Linked DNA regions of Sus scrofa: all the other regions are linked to region 1. A link is a contact called in public Hi-C data. All regions are on one chromosome and are shown on one strand. The core of a region is the stretch at or near the end of the contact, and the rest is flanking DNA. Distances in the headings are between cores, read along the strand shown.

Region 1 (4,156 bases), core at 1,479-3,978:
AAATCCATCAAATATCAATAAATATTAATTAATTTTAACTCGAATCTGAAATTACAAATTAGATCTAAGGCATAAGAGCCAGATAAACAACTTCCCAGCATCTGCCTTTCTGGTAAATAGCTCCATCCTGGCAGCACTTCAGAGATAAATGTGGTTAAAAGATGAATATTAAGGTAATATGTGCCCTGCACCCAGAAAGCAAATATCAACTGAATTTCAAAAGACTTGTTCTGTTACTTGGGGTGATTAACAACCCTGCCCCTCTCCTGTCAGAGTCCCCTTCTAAGCATCTCAGAGATTTATCCAGGATGAGAGGAACACTTCTAAAGGGCTGAAGAATTCATATGGCTTTTATCGCAGGGGCAAACTCTTTCTGAATCCATTCCTGACCCCTATTTGGAATATCACAGGATCACGGAACCAGTTATCTTTTTCCATCATATATTATGAGAAGTCCCCTTCAATACTTTGCCAAGACTGTTGGCAAAATTAGCAGGGGTTATTAAGGAAATTAAATTGCTTTCTTGGGGGATGGGGGAGTGGGTACTAAACACACTTTCTCTCTGGCCAGAGTAGGTGAGTAGTCATTTCTAAGGTTATTTGACAGTCGGTTCACGTTTTTAAACTTGAACGGGAGAAAGAACAGGGAACCAAATCCAGATACTCCCCAGGACAGAGAGTTAAGGGTCTTTATATAAGCAAACAAATAATGTTTCCGATTATGAACAACAAGATAAAAATATGTCCACACTAAGTGCAGGCAAAAAAAAAATTTGTTGTTAATGTTTTCTATTATTGTTGTTGTTATTATTATTATTATTCTGTTGGGTAAGTCTTAATTGAGATGGAGAGCCTTGTATCAGGTTTGATATTTCAGATTCGAGGATATAAAGCTGATTGAGAAGGGATAAAACTCATGACCATCTGCACTGACAGTTGAATGTACAAAGCAAGAAAATAACTGTGTGTTGGGCTGGGGGTGGCGAATAATAAAACACCCACAAGCAGGAACGAGGTCTCCGAAAAAAGGCAGCTCTGGACTCCAGTGCTGCATCCTGCCCTTCTCCCTCATTCCTGTGGGGCAACCAGAAGGTTAAAATTAGGAGATGAACCACCCCCGCCGCAGCAGCCGGAATGGCAGGGGCAGTTGGGCCCCGGGGGCCCTGGAAATAGCCACTAGGATCGGAAACTCAACTTTCCTAGCGCAGCGGCGAGAAAAAGCAACAGGGACGAAGACGGAGAGAGAGCCGCGACTCATCCCAGAGGGAAAAAGAAAGGAACCGAGAGGATTTGGGGTGCGTGTGTTCTGGGGGTCAGGGGGTGGGAGCTGGATTCACAAACACACATGCACTCGCACGACCTCTGGAGAAAATGCCACAGACCAGTTTGAGCCACATGTTGGGCTCTTTAAACAAAATAATAAATTAATAAATTAAAAAAAAAAAAACACCTTTCAGTGAAACTTTTCTTGCTTCGCTATCAGTCCAAATAGGGGAGCTGCGGGTGTGCGAAGGGGCTTCCTGAGGGGCGTGGAGGGAGTGGCGGATCCAGGACCCCCCAAATTTAGGAATGCGGGGGTCACAAGTGAGAGCGCTCAGAGTATCCGAGGGAGGAGCTCTAAACGCGAGGATTTGGGGTGGAAAGGTGAGAAACGGGTCTCTGGTAAGCCCAATTCTTGGGGATTTTGTGGCCATAGAGTGAGAAGGGGGGTTCCTGTTCTAGACCGGCGCACTGACTTTGTATTAAAAAGCGAGAATGGAGTTACAGGCAGCCCTCAAATTCAGTATTTGGGAGCAGGGTCAAAACGAGAAGCTCCCCGGGTCACCTCAATCCAGGAATTTGAGGGTGAAGGTTAGAACGAATCTTTTAGGCCCTCCCAATTCAGGAATTTGAGGTTGAGCGTGAGAAAAGGGCCCCATGGGTGCCCCAATTTCAGAGATTTGGGGAGTAAACAGGAGGAGTCTCCAGGCGCCTTCAATTCAGGGAGTTTTAAATATAAGAGTTCGAAAGAAGTTGCCAAAGAGTCCCCAGTTCAGAGAGTCTAGGGTAAAGAGTGCGAAAGGGGTCCTCCGGCACCCCCAGTTTAAGGATTTGAGGGATAAAAGAGAGAAGAGGTTCCCCAGGAGCCCCAAATTCCGGATGTTTGAAAGTAAAAGTTTGAGAGGGGTTCCAGGGGCGCCCCCAACTCGGGGATTTTTAGGGTAAGAGTGAAATAGGGCTCTTGGGGGGCCCCAACTCCGGAAGTTTTGTGAGAAGTGAGGCGATGAGTCCCCCCACCTCTCCCCGAATTTGGTTAAAAGGAAAAAGGGGTCCCTGGGCGCCCCAAACTCAGCCGCGCCTTCGGGACTCGGGGTACAGAGGTAGGTCCCACGGACGCGCCATCCCGGACGTTTGGGGTGAACGGCAAGGACTGGGCTGCCCACTCCCGACCCCTCGATCGCGGTCCCCGCCGCCCCCCGCACTCCCCGGCCGGGCAGGGCCCGGGACGGTCGCATCGGTCACCTGGAGTTCGGGCCGGGAGTTCGGGCAACGGCTCCCGCGGCGGCGGCGGCTGCTGCTGCGTGTTGGTCCCCGTTGGTAAGTAACAGTCTCCACGGCTACAGTCTCTATGGCGGCGGCGGCGGTGGCGGCGGCGGCCGCTCCTCCTCCCGCTCCCGGCGCCCGCCCGCTTGCCCGCCTGCTAGCCCGCCTCGCGCTGCCTGCCCTCCTGCCGCGACGGGGCGGGGCGTTGTTATCGGCAACGGTTACCAGGTTCCACGCCCCACCCCCTCAACGGCCCGCCCATGCCCGCCTCCAACGGGCGCTGTAGGGGCGGGGCGCAAGGCCTCGAGGCTCTCCATTGGCTGCCCTAAGTGCCTGTCAGAGGGGGCGTTCCCCGGCAAGGAAGAGGGCGAGGCCCGACCAATTGCCGCGAGGAAGGGCGGGGCTGGCGGGAGGCGCGCGGTTCCGAGGGTTCGCAAGCGGTAGGCGCGGGCGGGCCGGGTGCTGGTGGCGCAGCTCCAAAGGCAGAGTTTAGGGGTCCCAGGGGCCTTCGCCTATTACAAAGATGATTGTCGGGCGTCCTCGAACAGTCTGGGTCCGAGGTCAGCAAATTCTGACCAGTGGACCAGATATAGCCCACTACCCTATTTTCATGGCCCACAAACTGGGAATTTTAAAATATTTTTTTAAGTGGTTAAAAAGAAAAAAATCAAAGGAAGAATCTTTTGTGGCATGTGGAAACTATATGAAAGTCGGTGGCAGACTATAGGCCCTGGGCCAAATTCTGCGCGCCTAGAGGCCCCCCCCCATGACTCCTCCCACCACCCTGCCTCGGCGTTATTAAGGGACATAGAAGGCTGCTTTCACGCCACAGGGAGAGATGGATAGTAAAGAGCTGAGTATTTGCACGACAATGGGATGACTTAAGCAAAGTATAAAATATTTTCTATTTGGCCCTGCACAGGCCAAACTTTTTTTCTACTCCCTAATAGTAGGTTCAACTTTTGAATGGGACAAACAAGGGACTCTCTTAGAGTTTTTACTGGAGCGGGGGGTGGATTGACAATAAACAATAAAAAAGCAAATATACAGTTATTTGGGAGAAGGGACTGGAACACTAGGAGAAAAAGCATGTTCTGAGAAGAGGCAGACAGGGCAATTTAAGGGAAGATTAGATTTCAGCCTCATTCATTCATTTGAATAATCATATTAGTCAACAGTGACTAAACTGTCCTTAATGCCAGAAAGTGATCTGAGCATTTTTCGTATGCTAACTCAGTCAAATCTCACGAGAAAGAGACTATTATCTCTATTATGCTTTATTCCCATTCAGAGGTTGGGAAAGAATGAGAGAATTTATATCAAACATCCATAAAGGTTTCAAACTCCAGGGGTCTGTCACCAAATCCCACACCCTTGACCACTAGATGGGTGGTTTTCAAACATTTTTGACCACAAGGCACAGCAGGAAATACATGTTACTCCAAGTCCCAGTCCACGCAAATGTATATGTAACCAAAACAGTATTTTCATGACATGATACTTTAGGTAATGCTGATTTTTTTCTATTCTGTTTTAATGAAAATGCTGACAGTGACTTAGCTACGTTGATTTCTCCACCATCTGATAGGTTGTTTCTTAAAGATTTTCATGTGATGGATTTTTTTTTTTCCCC
Region 2 (3,904 bases), core at 494-2,993, 37 kb before region 1:
ACTTCTGTGACGGATCTGGGTAAGACGAAGCTGGCTTTATCTTACCAATAGCACACCCGGGACCCACTAGTTTACCCCCACCTCCCCTCTCCATTGTCACTTTACCTAAAAATGAAGAACTTACACTTGAAATCACGGCACTGGAGGGGCCTTAAAATCTCCTAGCACAGCTCTTTCACCACATGGAGGAATGATCTAACCCAGAGACCTTAGGTGCCCAAGCTGCAAGGTCTGATGTGGGGGGAAAGAAGTTCCATGGGAAACTTTTTAAATGATCGATTTTTTAAAAAAATTTTTAAAAATCAGGATACAATTCCTGAAAAAAATGACTGGCCCAAACTGGGACCAGGGAGTTCCCTGGTTGCCTAGTGGTTAAGGACACAGCATTGTCACCACTGTCGCAAGGGTCACTGCTGTGGTTCGGGTTCAACCCCTGGCCCAGGAACTTCCGTATACTGTAGGCACCTCTAAAAAAACAAAACAAAATAAGAACAAAACCAAAAAACTAAGACCAAGTACGAAACAATTTTCTGGATTGCAGAATATCCTTTCTTTTGGAAGGATCTACCTTTCTTAATGTAAAATGATCTACAACTATCCTGCTGCAACTAGCTGTGGGAAGAATCATGGTTTTTTGGTTTTTTTAAGGGCTACTCCTGCAGCACATAGAAGTTCCCAGGCCAAACCACGTCTGTGACCTATACCACAACTCACGGCAACGCTGGGTCCTTGACCCACTGAGTGGGGTCAGGGATCAAACCCATGTCCTCATGGATCCTATTGAGTTTCATTTCCACTGAGCTACAATGGGAACTCCCAGAACCATGTACTCTAATTAATCTTTGGGGGAATCTTCATGTAAGTCAGAACTTACTCATTTTGATTCCAGCAACACTTGATGTAACTGGATTTTAATTACTGCATCTAATAGGGATGGCAGCTAATAAGTTTTTTTTTTTAATAGCTTGCTTTATTTATTATAGAACACAGATGCCATCCTATTATAAGTTTGGGTTGCAAAGGCAAATAGGGAAAGTTGTTCAGATACTTTAAAATCACCACAAGGAGTTCCCGTCGTGGCGCAGTGGTTAACGAATCCGACTAGGAACCATGAGGTTGCGGGTTCGATCCCTGCCCTTGCTCAGTGGGTTAACGATCCAGCGTTGCCGTGAGCTGTGGTGTAGGTTGCAGATGCGGCTCGGATCCCGCGTTGCTGTGGCTCTGGCGTAGGCCGGTGGCTACAGCTCCGATTCGACCCCTAGCCTGGGAACCTCCATGTGCCGCGGGAACGGCCCAAGAAATGGCAAAAAAAAAAAAAAAAAAAAAAAGGACAAAATAAATAAATAAATAAATAAAAAATAATAAAATAAAATAAAATCATCACAAGACATTAGCTAGAAGGCTGGTACAAAGGAGCAGTCAACATGTGGTTCGTTGGGGCATTCAGCCACAGAGCGGATCATCCTTCAAAAAGAAACAAAAATGCAGACGACTAAGCAAGTCTCCCCATGAGGGCTGTTTTACTGACTGTGGGCTGCCGTGTTCTGATACAGGCGGCGCTTCTGTGGTTGCTGCTGCATTAGTCAGATGGACTGCACTTGAGATGAATAAGGCAGGATCGAATCCCCACCAAAAACTTGCCCTGACTAACATTTCTCAATTTATAGCCCTAGCTGGTGGGCGGGGGTGGAGGGTGGCGCAGGGAGGAGGGAAAGAAATGTGTCACCAGCTTTGAATGACTACCAGGAGCCATGTTTACCTAAGCAACGGACCCGGTAAACAATCGCTATCTCTAGTGGAGGAGTGACACTGTTTTGATCAAAATCCACCCCAGTGGCTGCAAAGTGCCCCTCAGCAGAGTGAGGATTTAGTGGAAACCTGTTGGCTTCCCCTAATAAGCCTGATGGTCCCACTGCCCCGAGTGTCACCTCAGTTCCCAACTTCTTAAGAGCGATATTGAAGAACCGGAGGTTGGGGGTCCGGTTTTCATCACCAGCCAACCTCGAATGTGACTGTCTTTGCCTGTGAGCTGTCAGGGTTCAACGCCTGGCTTTTCTGATATTCTTGAGCAACAGGAGTAAAAACTTCATGCTGAAAAGCGTCTGAGGAGTTGCTGCTTATCAGTGACATGTGTTAAGTAGGTTGGACAGGTAATGATTTTATAAACACAAGGAATTAGATCAAAAAAGACATTCCACTTAAGTCTGAAATAAGTCTCCAGTTGAGAGTGATCTAGGACATGTTCAAGTGGCTAAAAGTTTTTCCCCAACAGCTCCTCTTGATTTATACAGATGAGATGTCAATGTGACAATACGCTTTCTTCGAAGTAGACCCCAGGTGGACCCAGGTCTACCTGTCGTGGCAAATTAAACATCATTTCACCAGAGAAAAATATATGCAGATGTTCAATTAAAACCTGGAGTCCGCAGTCCTGGCGCTGTTTGCCGGCCCTCATTGTTTGCTGAGTAACAACGGTTGCCAGGGACGACGCAGTCCACTCCCGTCTCCAAGAGCCTGTTGCTGGGCAACGGCGAGAATACTTCCCAAACCAAACAATGTCATCCCCGGAGCAATCCCCTCTATCTCACATTAACCAGATCTAAAAAAAAACCCTCCCAAATATGTAATCTATTATTTTCAGAAGCCCGAAGAGAAAGGCAAATAATCTCCTCTCTATAGTAACCAAGGGGAAAACAGTTTACCATATTTGTTCTGAAATAACAAAACCCAAGAAGGACCAACTCTCTCCTCGGAAAGCATCCCAGGAGGGACTTGTTCAATCCTTCCTAGCGCTGGGAGGAGAGAGTGCCTTTTTCTCCAAGAGGAAAGAATTTATTTATCATCAAGCAAACAATATGGGGCAGCTCAGAGCTGCACCCAGGTTTTCCGTGCAGTGATTAGACAAACTGAAACAACCCAGGGATTAAGCTATTTGAAAAACACGTAAGAACAGAGGAGTAGATACCTAATTAAAAAGACTTTTGAGAACGTCAACTGCGCATGAAATAGGTACAAATAGAACTGTGGATTCAGCATTAGAAACACCTCCTGGGACCGTCCCGGAAGAAACTTGCAGCATCTGGCGCCCCGGTGCCTGCTCTTGCTGCCCCACTCAGAGAGGGGAGGCTCTTGGAAGAGGAAGCCAGGCCATATCGGGGCCCCCAGATGGCAGGAAGCACAGGAACACACAGCCCCGGAAAGAGGCGGCAGGGAGGTCCCTTGTGTTGGCTAATCTTGACCCGCAGAGAAAAGAAAATGAGCTGAACTCAAAGCCAACAGGGTTCCAGCTCTGCGGAGCAGTGCGGGCTGCACATGGACCCTCGAGGCTCTGGGACGGAGAAAGGGAGAGGGCAGCACCCTGTCTTTCTTACAAGGGGAGTGTAGAGTTCTAGGCCATGGTCTTATTTTGGGGAAGGGCGGCCAAGGATCTTAAAACATGAGGACTGAATGGGAAGCATGTGGCTTCAGTGACAAGGGTCAACATTTGACTGATTGATTGATTGATTGATTGATTGATTTTGCACAGAAACTCTGTCTTCTTAAGGTGGCAGCCGGGAGTTGCTCCTGTTATAAGCAGGACAGAATGGATGCATGTGCCTGAGAAGGGAAGGTGGATTCCCATGCTGTTAGCATCTGAACCTGGGCTCCAGGGAGACCAGGAATTTGAGGCCAGACTCTTGGGCCGTTACCTCGTAGCTAAGTGGTAATGTGGACTGGTGACCATGCTGGTCCCTAGTTCTGGAGATGAGACACCAGCAGCCGACAGCATGGGAGTCACCAGGGACACTGTGCAGTCTGCCTGGACTCCCCATCCAAAGGGAGGCTCTGACATGCGGTTGTGAGTACCCCAAACCCCATCTCTGGAAAGAGGACTGACATGTTGTGTTATTGCTGTTCACTGATT
Region 3 (3,889 bases), core at 908-3,407, 54 kb before region 1:
CCCTGGCTGTGCTGGTTTTCCCAGAGCAGCCCGAGCACTGGTCTGTTACCTGCGGGGAGGCTGGCACAGGCTGGGCCACGGGCGCCTGGGCTGCCGCCGATGGACACAGAGCCACGGAAGCCGGCGATTCCGATCCACCCTCTGAATTCTGCATGCTCAGTTCTAAAGAGAGGTGGAGAGAGAGTGAGTGGGGCAGGGCTGTGATCATGACGCCCAGAGAGGCAGCTTCAGATGCGAGCAGTAATGACCTACTGTCTTCCAAGTTCAAATGCAGGAACCCAGGCCAGATTGAGAAAGGAAGGGGGCACAGTGGGCAGGGAGAGGTTGCACAATTGTTCCATAGGAAGAGAAAAGGGAGAGGGGCAAGGAATGTTTTTCTAAATATAACCCCCAAAAAATAGCTCTGTAGGAATTCCTGAATGGTGGGCTGGGGACAACTGCTGCTCACTTGCCAATATGATCAGGCTTAACCATTGTCAAGGGACCACACTCCCCAGAAACTGCCCAGTATCCCCTGAGGATCAGATTCAACCCTGGTTGAGAACCACTGGCCTAGAGAGAAAATAGTTGAGAGCAGAGGAAAGAAATGGCACATTGCTTTGGGCTGGAGAAAAGTCCTCAAGCATTTCAGCAATAAGGAAAAGGGCCCTCTGTTCCTTCGCCCATGAGAAAGCGTAAAACTATTTCTTTGTAGTCAGGCACAGACAGTCTTGCAAAAAGGTAGTTTAAAACTTCTCTGCCAAAAGATTCATTTAACCTCAGCACAAAGTGGCAGATGATACAAATGGTCACTCCAGGAAAATGCTAAAAGTCAAACTCGTCACTTGGTTTTTGTTTTGTTTTTTTTTTTTCAGGCCATGCCTTCAGCATATGGAAATTCCTGGGCCAGGGAACCAGCACCATAGCAGTGACCCATGCCACAGCAATGACAACATTGGATCCTTGACCCTGAGCCACGAGGGAACTCTGAAAGCGCTTCATTTTAAAATAAACACTGGCTAGGCTACCTTAGGGCTTTGAGAAGCATTTTATTTTTTTATTTTTTATTTTTTTGTCTTTTGTCTTTTTAGGGCCGCACCTGCAGCACATGGAGGTCCCCAGGCTAGGGGTCTAATCGGAGCTATAGCTGCCAGCCTATACCATAGCCACAGCAACGCAGGATCCGAGCTGCATCTGCAACCTACACCACAGCTCATGGCAATGCCAGATCCCTAACCCACTGAGCAAGGCCAGGAATCAAACCTGCAACCTCATGGTTCCTAGTCAGATTCGTTTCCACTGTGCCATGACAGGAACTCCTGAGAAGCATTTTAATACGAAAACTGCAGAGAGAAGAAGTAGCGTTATGGTCAGATACACCTGTCCCCATCCCTCTCCCTCCTGGCCGTGGCTCTGAGCACGTTCACCCATCAGTGGCGTCTCTGGGCTCCTAATTCCCAGAGAGGCTGGAACAACAAGGCACCAAGACACACTGCCCAGGACATACTGTCATATATGTTTCTGTATAGCCCCAAGAGTCCCCACCTCTGATAATGAATGGAGGTTTGTTTTTTTTTTTTAGCTTTGTTTTTAAAATACAAAGAAAAACTGATAATAGATTAAAATAATTTGCCTAAGGGAAGCAGAAGTGGGTATGCACTTGGATCTGAGAGTGTTGGCTCGACCCCATTTTTAGTGACCATGCTGTGACTCCCCCATCTCACTCCCAAATACCACTGGATGGACTGTGGCCGTGCTCGTGGCATTCTTCTTTCCCATGACCTTGACTCACTTCTCACCACCAGATGTCCCCAGAGCTACGCAGTGACTGGTGCCCCTTACTTTCTTTGCCTCTTTCTGAGGAGGAGGAAGAGGAGATTGTGAATTTCCAATAATGTATTGCCTGGATCTTCAACTCTCTCTGCCTTCCTGATGGAACTGACCTATGGAATTATTCTGTTGGAATTTGCTTAATCGAGGTCCCTTAGTTTTCTCTGACCTTTAAACCCATCATATGGCCCCGCTATATCACTTTACTCCCATCTGAAGCCAGGTGGGTAACTTCAGTGGCACTAGGAAGAAATGGACTAGAACTCTCCATGTAACAAATCCACTAGTGAGAAAGTGAGAAGGCTGACTTCATTGAGACCAGTTTCATGTTCCACAGCTTAAGTCTTATGAAAACAAGAAGGGGTTGTGAAAAGCTGGGATAGATGGTAGGCCCATGCTCTGCTTACTGTGGCCAGAACGCACCCTCCAGAATGCAAGTTATTCAAGATCACATGCAGTTTTGATGTTAGGGTGTTCCCTAGTCTAACACGCCCCTGACCAGGCCCTGGCTGTCTATCACACTGCTTAGCGGATATTGTTTAGACCAGAGTCAGAAAACTTCTTCTGTAAAGGACTAGAGACTTTGGGGCCCAGCTGGTCTCTGTTGCGACCACTAGACTTTGCCATCATGGCACAAGAGCAGCCATGGCTGACAATGAATGATCCCGGCCGTGTTCTAATAAAACTTTATTTGTAAAAACAGGCGATCAGCCAGGTTTGACCCATGGGCCACAGTTGCTGGTCACTGGTCCATATAATTTGGGCTTGATAAAGCAATGTGGTTTTGGAAGATGGGTAGAAAAATTACACTTCCTGGATTCAAAGCCTTGAGGCCTGGTGGCCCTTGATCCAGCACATAGTTCTGGGGCCACATCTCACCAACATGACAAGACTGAAGGGGGCCCCAGAGCGCCACCCAAATTGTTAGGAGGGTGGGGCTATTGACATTTAAAGACAAACAGAGGGGTTTCATTGTGGTGCAATAGGTTAAGGATCTGGTGTTGTTGCTGCAGTGGTTTGATTGCTACTGTGGTGCAAGTTTGATCCCTGGCCCTGGGACTTCCACATGTTGCAGGCATAGCCAAAAAAAAAAAAAAAAAAAAAAAAAAAAAAAAAAAAAAAGGCAAAAGGAAATATCAGACACTGACCTGAAATGACAGTGGTATTCCTGAAGCTTACAATGTTGCTAATAAAATTGATTTATCAAATCCCGGAATCCTGGAAGCCAGATGTATCCCTTAAACTTAAGATGGGATTTTTGGACACAATGGACAGATCACTCTGGAGAGCTGGAGTGGGTTGAATACTGTCCCTCCACATTCACATCCACCCAAATCTCAGACTGTGACCTCATTTGGAAATAGTGTCTTTGCAGATGCACTCAAGGAAAGGATGGAGGTGAGATCATACTGCATTAGGGTGGACCTTTAATCCAGTGACACTGCTCTTGTAATAGAAAAAAAGGATGCACAGGGAAGAGGCCATGTGATGATGGAGGCAGAGACTAGAGTGATGCCAAGGAATGCCAAAGACTGCCAGGTCCACTAGAGTTCGAAGAGGCAAGAAGGATTCTCCCTTAGAGGGATCCAGAATTGTGATAGAATAAGTTTTTGTTGTTTGAAGGCATCCAGTTTGTGGTCCTTTGAATGGCAGCCCCACGAAATTCACACAGGGGTCCCTACAATGCATCCCATATAGAATCCTTCCTCACCCACCTAAGATAATCAAGGTTGTAGGTTGCACATAAGCTGATCTGGTTTCCTTAAAAAATGTTTTATTTTGGTCCATTAATCAAGGGTTCTTGACACATTAAAGTTTAGGTGTTTTTTTTTTTAAAGAAAAGTAGTTTTTAAAAGGTATGCAACAGAGCATTGTCTTTTAGGAATGATGGAGCAAATTGGTTGGACTAACTCCTCCTAACAACTATAAAATCTAGACAAGTGGGGTTTTTTGTTTGTTTGTTTGTTTGTTTGTTTTCAAAGCAACTATTTAATGACACTAGAGGGTGACCAAAGCAGTCAGACATTGCCAGGGAGCCTACCTTTGAAGGACCACTGTCATTGGTTAGTGACTCTGGCTT

The links. A called contact is a pair of places that touch in the nucleus more often than the background predicts.
Region 2: a contact with region 1 is called in a Hi-C map of mesenteric adipose tissue, with 1.7 times the contacts expected there. The contact joins the enhancer-like site here to the promoter of RFX2 in region 1. A contact is called at or near these places in 1 of 5 promoter capture datasets (liver), 12 of 47 Hi-C or Micro-C datasets (adipose tissue, brain, embryonic fibroblasts and 8 more) and 1 of 2 datasets of contacts at active chromatin or transcription factors (skeletal muscle).
Region 3: a Hi-C map of retroperitoneal adipose tissue shows a contact between it and region 1, with 2.0 times the contacts expected there. The contact joins the enhancer-like site here to the promoter of RFX2 in region 1. A contact is called at or near these places in 1 of 5 promoter capture datasets (liver), 11 of 47 Hi-C or Micro-C datasets (adipose tissue, embryonic fibroblasts, fetal heart ventricle and 7 more) and 2 of 2 datasets of contacts at active chromatin or transcription factors (alveolar macrophages and skeletal muscle).

Annotation. Positions count from the first base shown.
Region 1 is chr2:72,948,431-72,952,586 of Sscrofa11.1, reverse strand. RFX2 (DNA-binding protein RFX2) reads right to left here and starts at 2,728. Exons shown (of 17, transcript XM_021083998.1): 1 at 2,503-2,728.
Region 2 is chr2:72,984,535-72,988,438 of Sscrofa11.1, reverse strand. The region is part of intron 1 of RFX2 (DNA-binding protein RFX2); the gene reads right to left. Among named protein-coding and RNA genes, the nearest start is that of RFX2, 37 kb to the right of the region's middle. Within about 2 kb of position 1,743, at least 47 of the 83 cell types and tissues checked have an H3K27ac peak or open chromatin away from gene starts, as enhancers often do. A contact at or near this core is called in adipose tissue, embryonic fibroblasts, fetal skeletal muscle and 5 more, where this site is marked.
Region 3 is chr2:73,001,994-73,005,882 of Sscrofa11.1, reverse strand. It overlaps RFX2 (DNA-binding protein RFX2), which reads right to left. Exons shown (of 17, transcript XM_021083998.1): 2 at 50-162. The coding sequence starts at 154. Among named protein-coding and RNA genes, the nearest start is that of RFX2, 54 kb to the right of the region's middle. Within about 2 kb of position 2,157, at least 1 of the 83 cell types and tissues checked has an H3K27ac peak or open chromatin away from gene starts, as enhancers often do. A contact at or near this core is called in retroperitoneal adipose tissue, where this site is marked.